Regions from separate parts of the Sus scrofa genome. Here region 1 is linked to region 2. The links are chromatin contacts, called in public HiChIP or PLAC-seq maps. All regions are on one chromosome and are shown on one strand. Each heading gives the region's core, a stretch centred on a gene start, on an enhancer-like site or on the middle of the called end of the contact. The rest is flanking DNA. Distances are from core to core; before and after follow the strand shown.

Region 1 (5,942 bases), core at 2,506-5,005, 270 kb before region 2:
ATGGTGCTGGGACAACAACTTACCACATAAAAGAAATAGTTGATATTGAATCACTAGCTCATATTTTTGCAAGAATCAGTTCAGGGAAGACTAAAAACAAATGTGAAAAGCAAAACTAGAAATTTTTTACAAGGCAGCAGAGAATATCTTTATGACTTTGGGTTGGAAATGATGCCTCCCCTACCACGAAGCCAACTATATCCAGCTTTATAAGATACTTTTCATAAATAGTTACTTCCAACAGGACATGGGTGACAATGCTTAACATTTTACAACTTTCAACCTTGCCTCCTCCTAAAGTAAAAGAAGTCTACTGCTGCAGTGAACAGGAAACATTTTTTCAGAAAGAGTGACTATTTCACATGAGGCATATAAGAACTTTTCACAGGTCAATTCTGACATGGAGGAAAGGAAGGAAACACTCCAGAAATATTAATGAGATGATCCACCAAATGCAAACAGGAATCCTGGCTTTTTTGAGCAAGACCATCTTGCTGGCATCACCAGAAAGCCAGATTATTTTTGTTTGACACAGCTGATTCTAGCAGTGCCAAGGCTGTGTCATGACTCTTGGTTTCAGGAAGTCAAAGACACCTGATGGCATCAGGAGATGAGATGAAATGAAGTTTTGCTTCCCCACGCTATGAGGCCTCTGACCCATAGTGGCTGCCATGTATGAATGTCAGGGTATCTGGAACCAAGAAATCTTCAAATACAAGGAGAGAAAATCCTATTTTCACCCATTTCAATCCAGTTTCTGAGACATTCTACTAGTGGTTATTTGCCCTTTCCATAAAAGACCACAACAAAGTGTCTTGTGTGCTAATAACATAACTTAAAAAAACTCTACCTTTTAATAAAATTTGATGTAAAAAATAGTATTTCAAACAGTAGAGTCACTGGAAGTACAGAGCCATTGAAAAGTACGCTTCACTTGGCATCCCCAGCGCTTTCTGCTTTCTGTGACTGGTCTGTGGAGGCATCTCGGTTTTTGGCTGGGTTGTTCCCATCCTTGCCACCTTCGGCTTTCCCCTTTCTCCCTTTCGCTAGCTTCTCTGCCTTCTTTGCAAGGGCTTTTTTCGGCCTGGGCTCTGGTTTTGGAGGGGCAGGTTTAGCAGACAACCGTGCCGATCTTCTCTGTGGCTCATCTTTCGCCTTCGCTTTGTCACCTTTAGCATCTCCTTTGGCCTTTCTCTTAGGCATGGTGGCAGCAGTGCTTGGCAGATGGCTTTGCCAGCCCAAGGAGTTCTTCTGTCTTCCTCACTGCTCCTAGAAAGATTTCTTTAACAAGACATGAACAATGTAAACCATAAAAAGACGGACAAATTTAACTACATTAAAATTCGAATTGGGACTTCTTATTGTTCAGCAAGTATCTGTGAGGATGAGGGTTCGATTCCCGGCCTTGCTCAGTGGGGTAGGCATTGCCTCAAGCAGCAGTGTAACTTCCATATGCCGCTCAGATCTGGTGTTGCTGTGGCTGTGGCATAGGCCGGCCAGGGACCTTCCATATTCCGCAGGGGTGTGGCCCTAAAAATAAAATAAATAAAATAATGTAAAAAAATTTCAAGTTTGACTATATTAAAATTAGTAATTTGTATATGACAAAAAGATGCATAAAAAAGTAAAAAAAAAAATGTTACAAGCTGGAGAAAGGCATTCATAGTATATATAACTGACAGGATTAGCATCCATAATACTGAAAGAATTCTTACAGATCTGTGAGTAAAGGACAAAATGAAAATTTAAAAACAATGGGCCAAAGGGGTTAATAACTACTTCTTAGAAAAAGCATGAATGGTGAAAAAGCAAAAAAAAGAGTAAACTTCATTGGTAATATGGGACATGAATACAAAACCCACAAGATATAACATTTCACATCCATCAGATTGGAGACAACTAAGTTGCCTGACAATATCAAGGGCCCAGCAGATGTGGAACAAATAAACACAGAAAGTGATTTTGAATTTGAATAATTAGGACCCAGGCTTATAGCTGGCATTCACAAACACGGTGGGACTTTTTTATTTTTATTTTTTATTTTTTTAATGGCTGCACCTGCAGCATATGGAAGTTACCTGGCCAGGGACTGAATTCCAGTCACAACTGTGACCTACACCACGGCTGTGGTCCTTACCCACTGTGCCACAGCGGGAACTCTCAAAATCTTTTTCCCATGGTTTTTTTCTCTTTCATCTTGAGTCTGCTTGTCTCCTGAGCGGGAGCAGGGAGAGTAAGGGCTGATGGGTGGGGCCTTACTTCAGCCCCCTCCTGGGGGAATGCCTCTCAGGCCTAGGGCACTGACATGTGCAGAGAGGGAGAGGTAACGGTGGGGTGCTCTTTGTACAAAAGAGAAACATGGTTTTGCACAGAAATAAACAGCCTTGGGTAAGGGGAAAAAAAAAAAAAGTATTCCTGTGGTTTGGCCTCAGAGAAAGATGGAGAGGACAAAACCCAACACCTCCAGGACCCTGAGACCCTTGCTCCTGGAAGGCACCATATGAACTCACATGTATTTCTGAGTGGTATAGAGGGGTTTTTAAATGGAAATGTCTTAGACAAATTTGCATCGAGCACCTGTCCAACTTATTGCCTTGTTAAGAAGGGAAACAACAAGATGACAAAAGCATGTGTCTTTCAGAGAAAGTATGAAAATGAGGGAGTGACAGGGCTGGGGAAGGGATGCTTATACAAGTTGCCTGTTTAAAAAAGAAAGAAAGAAAGAAAAAAAAAACCAGGAAAACAGTTCATTACGTAAGTATTGCTCTTACTTGTCTTATGGTTATAAAAACATCACATTCATATCAGTCATTTGAGGGAATCTGGAACATTGCCATCTGAGAGACTAGGCTTGGTTACCCTTAGAAACAGTAACAACAACAGTAATAATAATACACCTAAGAAGAAAATCTAGAGGCTATGTTGAAGCTGTATGGTGTTACATACATATAATTTTATACAAATTGTATAATGTTTTTCTTCCATTAACACTGAAGCAGGCCATGTCAGAAACAGAGGTACGAGGCCAAACACCAGGGCCCAAGTCCTGATTTAAAACAGGTATTGCCAGGGACTTTTCTCAAGACTCAAGGCAATATGCAACAGTTGGTCTATTTCTTAACTTTGGGATGCTTTTTTCTTTTTGACAGGGAGAGCAGAAGGCCCAAGTGGTGGAAAGCTCAGCCCTTCGGTGGCCACTGAGGAGGGGATTCTCAGAGGTGAGGCCGCCTAAGATGGAGAGGAGAGGGGAGAAAGAGCCCAGGCCAGTGGCAGACCTATTCAGGGCCACAGCCCTGCGGGCCCTATGCTTTCAAATCCTCTTCTTGCTTCTCCTTTTTCTGCCCTAGAGCTTCCCTGGAGACTTCTCACTCCAGCAGGGCCTGTAATGACCCTCCCCTCCCGAATTCCGCTATTCTTGAGAATGGGAGGCAAGGCGGAGGTGGGGGGGACCCTAGGTGACCTCATCACTACGAGGGCCGGATTGCAGGAGGGTCCCGAATCTAGGCAGGGCGGCCGCACTCCCCCCATTTTCCGGAGACGCTCGCAAAGGCCTCCTTCCGAGGTGCTTACCCGAGTCTCGCGGCCGTCCGAGCGGCGCGGGGCTCCCGACTGCCGGCCTGCTGCGCAGGTGCCCTCGGCTGGGGCAGGGCCGGCGTGAACCCTGCGATCGTGGAGAGACGCCCGGAGCCCGGCACAGCCGGGAACAGGAAGGCAAGGCAAGGCGGGGATGCGCTTCCGGGGCTGCGGGCGTCGGGCCACCTCGCGTCGCAGTCGGGGACAGCCCGGTTCTCCCCTCGTGATACTAGTGTCCGCCTCCGGGGGCCGCAGACTCCGGACCTACTTTGAATAGTGTCGCCACAGCACCACAGGCCGGGACAAGTGAGATAAGAAAAGGAGGGAAACGTATTTATGATTTTTTCAAATAAATGGTTTAAAGGAAATGTATGGTGGTAGAAAAACGTTTGTTTCCGCCCGGTTTCGAACCGGGGACCTTTCGCGTGTGAGGCGAACGTGATAACCACTACACTACGGAAACCTTGCGGTGATGGTTTTCCCCGACTGGTAGTTCATTCTACGGAACTCCCCACCCCCATGCCTCCGCTGCCCATTTGCTCCGTTCCTGTAAATCTCCGTCGTTAACGTGCACTTGGCGTCTGTGTACCATTCTCCTAAATCAGAGAAGCCAATTAAATGCGAAAGCCAAGCCCGTAGGGCGCATAGATCTGGAGCCGAGTTCTTAATAATTTATTCCGGAAATGGCTGGATAGGGGAGAACGAATGCGACTTTAACCCCTTCACTACCATTTCTCAGTCTGAACTAGATTTTAATTTCTTTCCCTTTGTTTACTATGTTACCTTTAGTTAGAATGGACTGGCGAAGCTGGGCGTGACACCCGGCCCGCGCGCATTTCTCCCGCTGGCGCCACCTCATGGCCGTACGCGGAATTGCTCTGCTAAGGAGTGACGTCTCCCGTTGCGGTTAAAACTGGCGCTTTCTCGCTCCCGAGACTTCCAGGCACACCTCACTTTATAAGGATTTCCTAACTTGATCGAACGTCTCAGCGGTAGGCAGAGGAGGTAAGTAAAAAGTAACCACGCACATCGAGCCAGCCAGGAGTCGAACCTGGAATCTTCTGATCCGTAGTCAGACGCGTTATCCATTGCGCCACTGGCCCGGCGTGTGTACACTTTTCAGGCGGGCATGCCTTCATCAGAAACAAGGCGGCGGCGCTGCTTCACGCGGTGCGGTCTGCGCCTGGGCCTGCAAGTTGCGTTGTCCTAGCTAGTTCAGACTTGCAGCGCGTGGACTCCCAGGCAGCCACTTTGCTTGCACGCGCGTCCCCCAGTGTCTGTAGTCCTGTCTCAGTGTGTCTGAACCAACCGAAAAATGGCGGTAGGAGGCAAGCCTGGCACTCTCTCGGCCTCAGTATCACCCCCATTCAATAATTCATTCATTCAACCGATATTACCATTCAAGGTACCGGAAATACAACTGTCAAGAAAATAGATTTGGGTAGGGGGATGCTGGAGGTTTGGGATGGAAATGCATTATACAACTACAAATGTAATAAATTCATTGAGTAATATAAATAAAATAAAATTTTTTTTTCACAAAAGAAAGAAAATAGATGTCATCCTTGCCCTGAAGAAGACTGTATGGAAGTAGCGAAGACGGTAATAAAGCACTAAATAAATAAAATAATAGTGATAAGCACTTAGAGGGAAGAATAAAACAAACGGGAAAAGGAATAGGAAAACCCAGCAGGGAAGGTGATGAAAGATAAATGTGGGTATTGGGGAAAGAGCGACCTGGAACAGGGGGAATCTCCAGGGCAAAGGCCTGGAGGTGGGAGCGCGCTTGGGGATTTCAGCAATGTGGCGGAGGCCAGTGCTGAGCGCAGAGCGCTAGGAGACCTCGAGGAAATGATCCTTGGCCTTGTACGCCCTTGTAAAAACTTTGGCTGTTACTCTGTAGGAAATTGGAAGCCACTGTACGGTGGCAATATATCTCTCTTGTATCTTCTTGCATGGTTGAAAAAACTTTATTCCCCAAATTTACTTAAGCAAATTCGTCATGACACGGATCCCAGTTCCCGGGACTGAATCTAGGCTGCAGCCTTGAAAGCACAGAATCCTAATCACTAGACCACGGAACTGACCTTCCCTCTTAATCTTAGAGCCTAATCAGTAAATGCCTACTTACTGCCCCAGCTCCAACTAGTATTTGTTCTAATCTTTAGATGAGAACTTCACCAAGATAGCTTATCAAAGGGGTGGTGAAGGGTGTGATCCTCTGCTGGTTTTCCTGGTAATTGACCTGTCAACCTGAGGTCAGTTCTCCCTATAGTTGGTAATCTCCCTCTTCCCCTGGGAGCTAAGACTACTGCCGTGTGCTGCACATGGTGGGGTGTCCTCTGGGGCCTTGCCTCAGACCCCTGAGT
Region 2 (5,906 bases), core at 3,204-5,703:
TGAGAGGGAGGCATTATCGCTCTAGGAGGGACAAAGTGTTTGAATTTGCCGGCTTTTCCCGTCTGGCGCCACCTCGTCGGTGACCTAGCGGGGCCCCAGTTAGAGAGGAAGATGTGCTGGTTTTCCTCCGTAAACCTTTTTCAAAGAACCCGCGATTCCCAAAATAATCCTGATGGGAAGGTCTTTGGTTGAGGAAGAGGAGTCAGTGAGTGGGGTTGGCCCAGGTCTGGGTTTGAGTGGCAAGAAGAGCTGAGAAAATATCTGCAGATGGCTGCCTATTAGAAGGTGTAGGGGGCGGGATGGCGTATTTTCCTCCAGTTTATGAGCACCATATGGATGTGACATAAAACAGTGTATTTGGATGAAGAAACAGAACTTAAGTGTCTCCAAAAAAGACCAAAGAAAATTTAATTGTAAATGATCTTGTACCAGATCATACACCAGTCATCTGACTCCTATATGAGAAGCATTTTCTATCTCAGCATGCACAAAAAAACATAGTGGTGAAAGCTAGTCCTAGGAATTAAAATAATAATAATAATTATAAACCCCACACCCACATGAAAAAATAAATTACTCAACTCAAGATGAAGTTTAAGAATCACTGATCGTTAGGCTCTCCTCCTGGATGTCTGGGTAGTAGTATTATCTCAGCCTCTTCAAAATGATCTTCTGAGGTAGGGATTATTTTTTTCCCCCTTCTTGTCCTTCATAATGTCTGCCTGTATGCTTTCTTCTGTCTTCCTTTTCTCTCCTTTTTTTTAATAGTTGATATTTTACCTAAAACTGTGTGCTTAAATGACAAAATGAAGCCCAAACCTGAGCTCCTACACTAAAAGCTAGGCCCTTTTGAGATCTGTACTGATACCTGGCTGATTCTTAACAAGCAAACTTGGAAATTAAAAAAAAAAAAAAAAATTCAGATGAATTGGACTCACAGTTAACACCCCAAAACTATAGGAGAGTGGTGAGAAGCCAGAGATAAAAATTCACACATCTCCCCAATTGGATTCAGAAGAAACACCAATTTTTCTCCTTTAAGTATTTTTATAATGGCTGGATTAGAACCCTATTTGGATAATTCTAATATCTGTGTCATCTTGGTCTTTATATACATTGATTATCTTTCCTCACTCAAATGAAAAATTTACTTATTAGTATGAGAGAGATTTTATAAAAAAATAAATTTAACCTGGGCACTTTGCATGTGACTCTGGGTCTTATTTAAATTTTTTTTTTTTTTTTTTTTTGTCTTTTTTGTCTTTTTAGGGCCGCACCCATGGCATATAAAGGTTCCCAGGCTAGGGGTCTAATCCGAGTGGTTGCGCTGTCCTACGCCACAGCCACAGCAACACCAGATCCTTAACTCACTGAGTGAGGCCAGAGATTGAACCCACAACCTCGTGGTTCCTAGTCGGATTTGTTTCTGCTGTGCCAGCCATGATGGGAGCCCCTTAAATTTTTTTTTGTTTTAAAGGAGCTCCCCCCTTCTCCCTGTCTGGGATAGGAGGGGCACTACCTCATTATCAGCAGGTGAAAGTGGCAGTCTAAATTTCTTACTCAGTCTCTTTGACACTAATAGAGAAGTTCCTCATTATTCCTGGGTAGAGGTGTAAGTCCAGGATCACCATGTGGCCTCTGTAGGGATCAATTTTCCTTCTTCCCTTCCAGTTTCTTTGGTTGGTCTAATAATTAAATTGATATGACATCAGGGCAGCCCTTCCCAAGATGTGCCACTTTAGCATGCAGATCATCTGGAGCTGAAAGCAATCAAGGCTGAAAAGATGCAGGAAGAACCTTTGAACTTCCCCTTAAATGCCTAAAAGAGTTTAGAGGATCAGTTCCAGGAAAGCAGCTCTCACCACAAATAACTACAGTGTAATTTGAACTTGGTGTGGTAGACAGCGCAGACTAGCAAAGACCGTTTACTAAAATTCCTCTTCTGTTTGGCCCTGCAAACATTCATTTACAAAACATTTGCTTTTCTTCATCTTCCTATGAATTACCTCCCTACCTTTCGAAATCCCAAACCCCTAATCCCTTCTTCTCTCAGGCCCCAATTGTCTAACTTGTCCTTTTTTCTTATGGCCACAAACCCAGAAATTAAATTTGATTTTTTTCCTGTTAATGTCTCATATCAATTTAATTTTAGACAAGCCAGAAAACCTAGAAAAGCAGAGGAAAAAAAATGTCCTCCCCAACAACCACAACTTCTTTCCTCTCCACATGATCTTGTCACCTAGAACACTCTCTGGCACTTAACATGTGCTCAGCAAATGTATTTTGAACCAATGCTGAATGTACTTCTTTCTTGAGTTCTCTTGACTTTCTAATTCACAATGATTATCTTCTTCTCCATGTGTTCCTTTTAACATAAATTGCTTAAAACCTCCAGTTTGGAATGCAGAATATGGTTTATTACTTAAATTTCAGGTATATGCACCCCTCCCTGCCCTTTTCAAAAGAGAGGATAAAATCTTTGAGACAGCATCTGAGACTCAGAACCTGCGTATCTAACCTATCTTTTTACATCTCCACCATCTTTGAAACATTTCAAAGGCACTGAGACAGTGATTACTGATGTTTATTGCTATTGTTGATGGTGAAGATAATGATAAAAACTAAAAAGGAAGTTGAATGTTGTTAAAAACCATAGAAGTCAGAAGACTTGAGAGAAGGTAAAAAAGAAACAGAAAATGAACATCTTTACTTTCCTGTCTGGTTGCCTGGATGAAAACATGGGCCTCTTACAGAATTGGCTTAGTAGTAATTTTTCTCACATACAGGTTCTTGTTCCTTTTACTATCCTGTTTGACATCAGCAGACTTTGAGGCTTCCACCCTTAAAAATTCCTGAAATAGGAAGCTCCTGTTGTGGCTCAGCGGTAATGAGCCTAGCTAGTATCCATGAAGACACAGGTTCCATCCTGGCCTGCCTCAGTGGGTTAAGGATACAGTGTTGCCCTGAGCTGTGGGGTAGGTCACAGAAGTGGCTTGGATCTAGCATTGCTGTGCCTGTGGCATAGGCTGGCAGCTGCAGCTCCAATTCAACCCATAGCCTGGGAACTTCCATATGCCGTGGGTGTGGCCCTAAAAAAAAAAAAAGTCATGAAATAATAATTTGCCTCCATCTGGACCCCATTTATGAGACTGACGCGCTGCTACTGTGCTAAGAAGTCACTGACAGGACCCCATTTATTTCTATCTCATGTATCATTAAGAGAAAAAAGAGTTTTGTTCATAACCTCTCTTGATTTTCTGATGGTTTAAGACCAGACAGACTCTACAGTAATATTAGTATAATGTTTAATAATACATATGTTAATCTCTCTCTCTCTCTCTTTTTTTTTTTAGTGCTACATGTGCAGCATATGGAAGTTTCCAGGCTACCGGTCGAATTAGAGCTACAGCTGCCCACCTGCACCACAGCCACAGCAACTTGGGATCAAGCTGGGTCTGCGACCAACACTGAAGCTCAGGGCCTGACCCACTGAGAGAGGCAAGGTTGGACTCCACATCCTCATGGTCGGATTTGTTTCCGCTGCTCCAAATGGGAACTCCATCGTTAATCTCATTTTGAGTACTTCTGTGCTATGTGTTTGTTCCCTTATTTCCTAAAAGTCCCAAGACTTCATGTACTTATGTGCTGCAAAGTTCTCAGCCTTCTAAGAGCAAGAGGTCCAGTGTAGGAAGATGGAGTTTACTGAAGTACTTACAATACGGTATTTGGCATGAAAGTGAGAAAATGAGGGTAAGACGGTTGGCAGTGGCACTGGGGAATGATGACGACTTTCTCAGTTCAGAGTCCTTGGTCCCATTAACTCAGGTTTACTTTGGACAAAGTGAACAAACTGAGTCTTTCTGTTTCAAAATCTCTAAGACGAGGATAGTGTTTACTGTGCGTACCTTCCAGGATCATATATCGTCTAAAGGCGGTAGATGAATAAAACGGAAGATTTGCTGGATTATCCAATTCTTGCCTTCAGTTTCCATTGCTCAAATAGTTTAAGAAGACTTGGACCAGGACAAAGAATTGCTTGTTTCCTGTCTACCTCTTTTTTTTTTTTTTTGCAAGAGTTAAAGAGCTGGAACAGTTAAAGCAATGCCTGGCATAGAAGTACCTATCCTTTAAATGTTACCTATTTATAAATTGTTATGTGTGTATGCCTTTCCAAAAATCATGAGTCACAATCCCAGTAGCCAAGTGTAAGAACGATGAGAATAATCATTCCTGCATCTGACTGCGTTTAAGGATAGCACTTTGAGAAAACTAAATAGATTCAGTTGTTACTATTACAAAGACACATCAGACAAGATAATACACGAGCAAACAGAACTGACACTAGATGGGAATGCTGTATGCAAATGAAGGATTCTGGTTCTGATCTCCCATTGGTTATTTAATAATAGCCAATGGGAGAATTGCACGCAGTCTCCCTCCAGTTAGTATAAATACTTCTTTCGCCCTCATCTTCGCTCTATTTCGCTTTCTCTTTTGTTTAGAAAGGCTTTCTGTTTTCCTTAGCAGTTATGTCTGGCCGTGGCAAACAGGGTGGTAAGGCTCGCGCTAAGGCTAAGACTCGGTCCTCTCGGGCTGGTCTTCAGTTCCCCGTGGGTCGAGTGCACCGCTTGCTCCGCAAAGGCAACTATTCCGAGCGGGTTGGTGCTGGGGCTCCGGTGTACCTGGCGGCAGTGCTGGAGTACCTTACCGCCGAGATCCTGGAGTTGGCGGGCAATGCAGCTCGCGACAATAAGAAGACTCGCATCATTCCGCGCCACTTGCAGCTGGCCATCCGCAACGACGAAGAACTTAACAAGTTGTTGGGTCGGGTGACCATCGCTCAGGGCGGAGTGTTACCAAATATCCAGGCAGTGTTGCTCCCTAAAAAGACTGAGAGCCACCACAAAGCCAAGGGCAAGTAAAGTATTACTTGTTTGGCAAGGTATTTTGCTTCCTATCAAGAAAAAAAAAAAAAAAAAGGCTCTTTTCAGAGCCACCCATCTTTTCTACTTAAAGAGCTGTTATGCTTTTAATTACTCTCCCCTTATATGAAGGTTTCGGTACCAGGGTAGAAGTCAAAGCTAGCAAGTGAATTACCCGAAAGAAATCTTTAGCCCCAGTAATTGTTCTTGAGGACTTTACCTGTGACATAACCATTTTACTCTAAACTGCCATCCCTGTCCCAGTGGTGAGAGCTTGGGATTTTTCCTTCTGAGTGAGAGAAGGTTATTAGTGATAAGCACAGATTTCTTTAAGGTTAACTTTCGTCAAAAATGCAACACAAAAATAAATATGCATCTAGATTCAGGAGTTTATAAAAGCATTACACATTTTATCGAGTAGATGAGAGTAAATTATAGATCCTTGACACTCCCCTTTAGTTTCAAAATCGTCTCCCTGATTGTCCACAATATTCGTGCCACACCCAAGAAAACCTTAATATTTTAGATGCTACCCAAATGTAAATTTCCCTAAGCATTTCTAAAATATCTTTGGTTTTTGAACTCAACAAAACCCGTTGACGAAGTTCTTGTTGTTTTGTGCGATTATTTTGTAAATTTTAAGAATTCTAGGGCTTTTGAATGCAAGATTATTGTCCACAATAGATATAGAGGCGAAAGGGTAAATAAGATGACGTCAGGGCGTCAGAGTCTTTTTGGTGAACTCATTCACCAATCTGAAAGCCGCTCTTGAGCCCCACAGGCTCAGAAGTAGACCAATCAGGGGAGGGCGCGGGAACGTTTGAATGTTCTTGGGCCCAATAGTCGGAGGTCTAGCTGTATAAAAGAACGGTGGCTGACTCCTTCTCACTAGTTGCTGTAAGACAAACTCCTTGCTTGTTAGTTATGGCTCGTACCAAGCAGACCGCTCGCAAGTCCACCGGCGGCAAGGCGCCGCGCAAGCAG

Evidence for each region. HiChIP or PLAC-seq counts read pairs in DNA pulled down with a chosen protein or histone mark.
Region 1: a contact with region 2 is called in an H3K27ac HiChIP or PLAC-seq map of alveolar macrophages. The contact joins the promoter of HMGN4 here to the promoter of LOC110261483 in region 2. A contact is called at or near these places in 1 of 5 promoter capture datasets (liver), 10 of 47 Hi-C or Micro-C datasets (alveolar macrophages, embryonic fibroblasts, fetal skeletal muscle and 6 more) and 1 of 2 datasets of contacts at active chromatin or transcription factors (alveolar macrophages).

What each region holds. Positions count from the first base shown.
Region 1 is chr7:20,996,726-21,002,667 of Sscrofa11.1, reverse strand. It overlaps HMGN4 (high mobility group nucleosome-binding domain-containing protein 4), which reads right to left and starts at 3,755. Exons shown (of 2, transcript XM_001928253.7): 1 at 3,571-3,755; 2 at 1-1,281. The coding sequence starts at 1,203. The coding sequence ends at 931. It overlaps TRNAR-ACG (a tRNA gene), which reads right to left and starts at 4,676; the gene lies at 4,604-4,676. It overlaps TRNAV-CAC (a tRNA gene), which reads right to left and starts at 4,036; the gene lies at 3,964-4,036.
Region 2 is chr7:20,729,013-20,734,918 of Sscrofa11.1, reverse strand. LOC110261483 (histone H2A type 1) reads left to right here and starts at 4,453. Exons shown (of 1, transcript XM_021098433.1): 1 at 4,453-4,979. The coding sequence starts at 4,530. The coding sequence ends at 4,922. It also overlaps the pseudogene LOC110261489.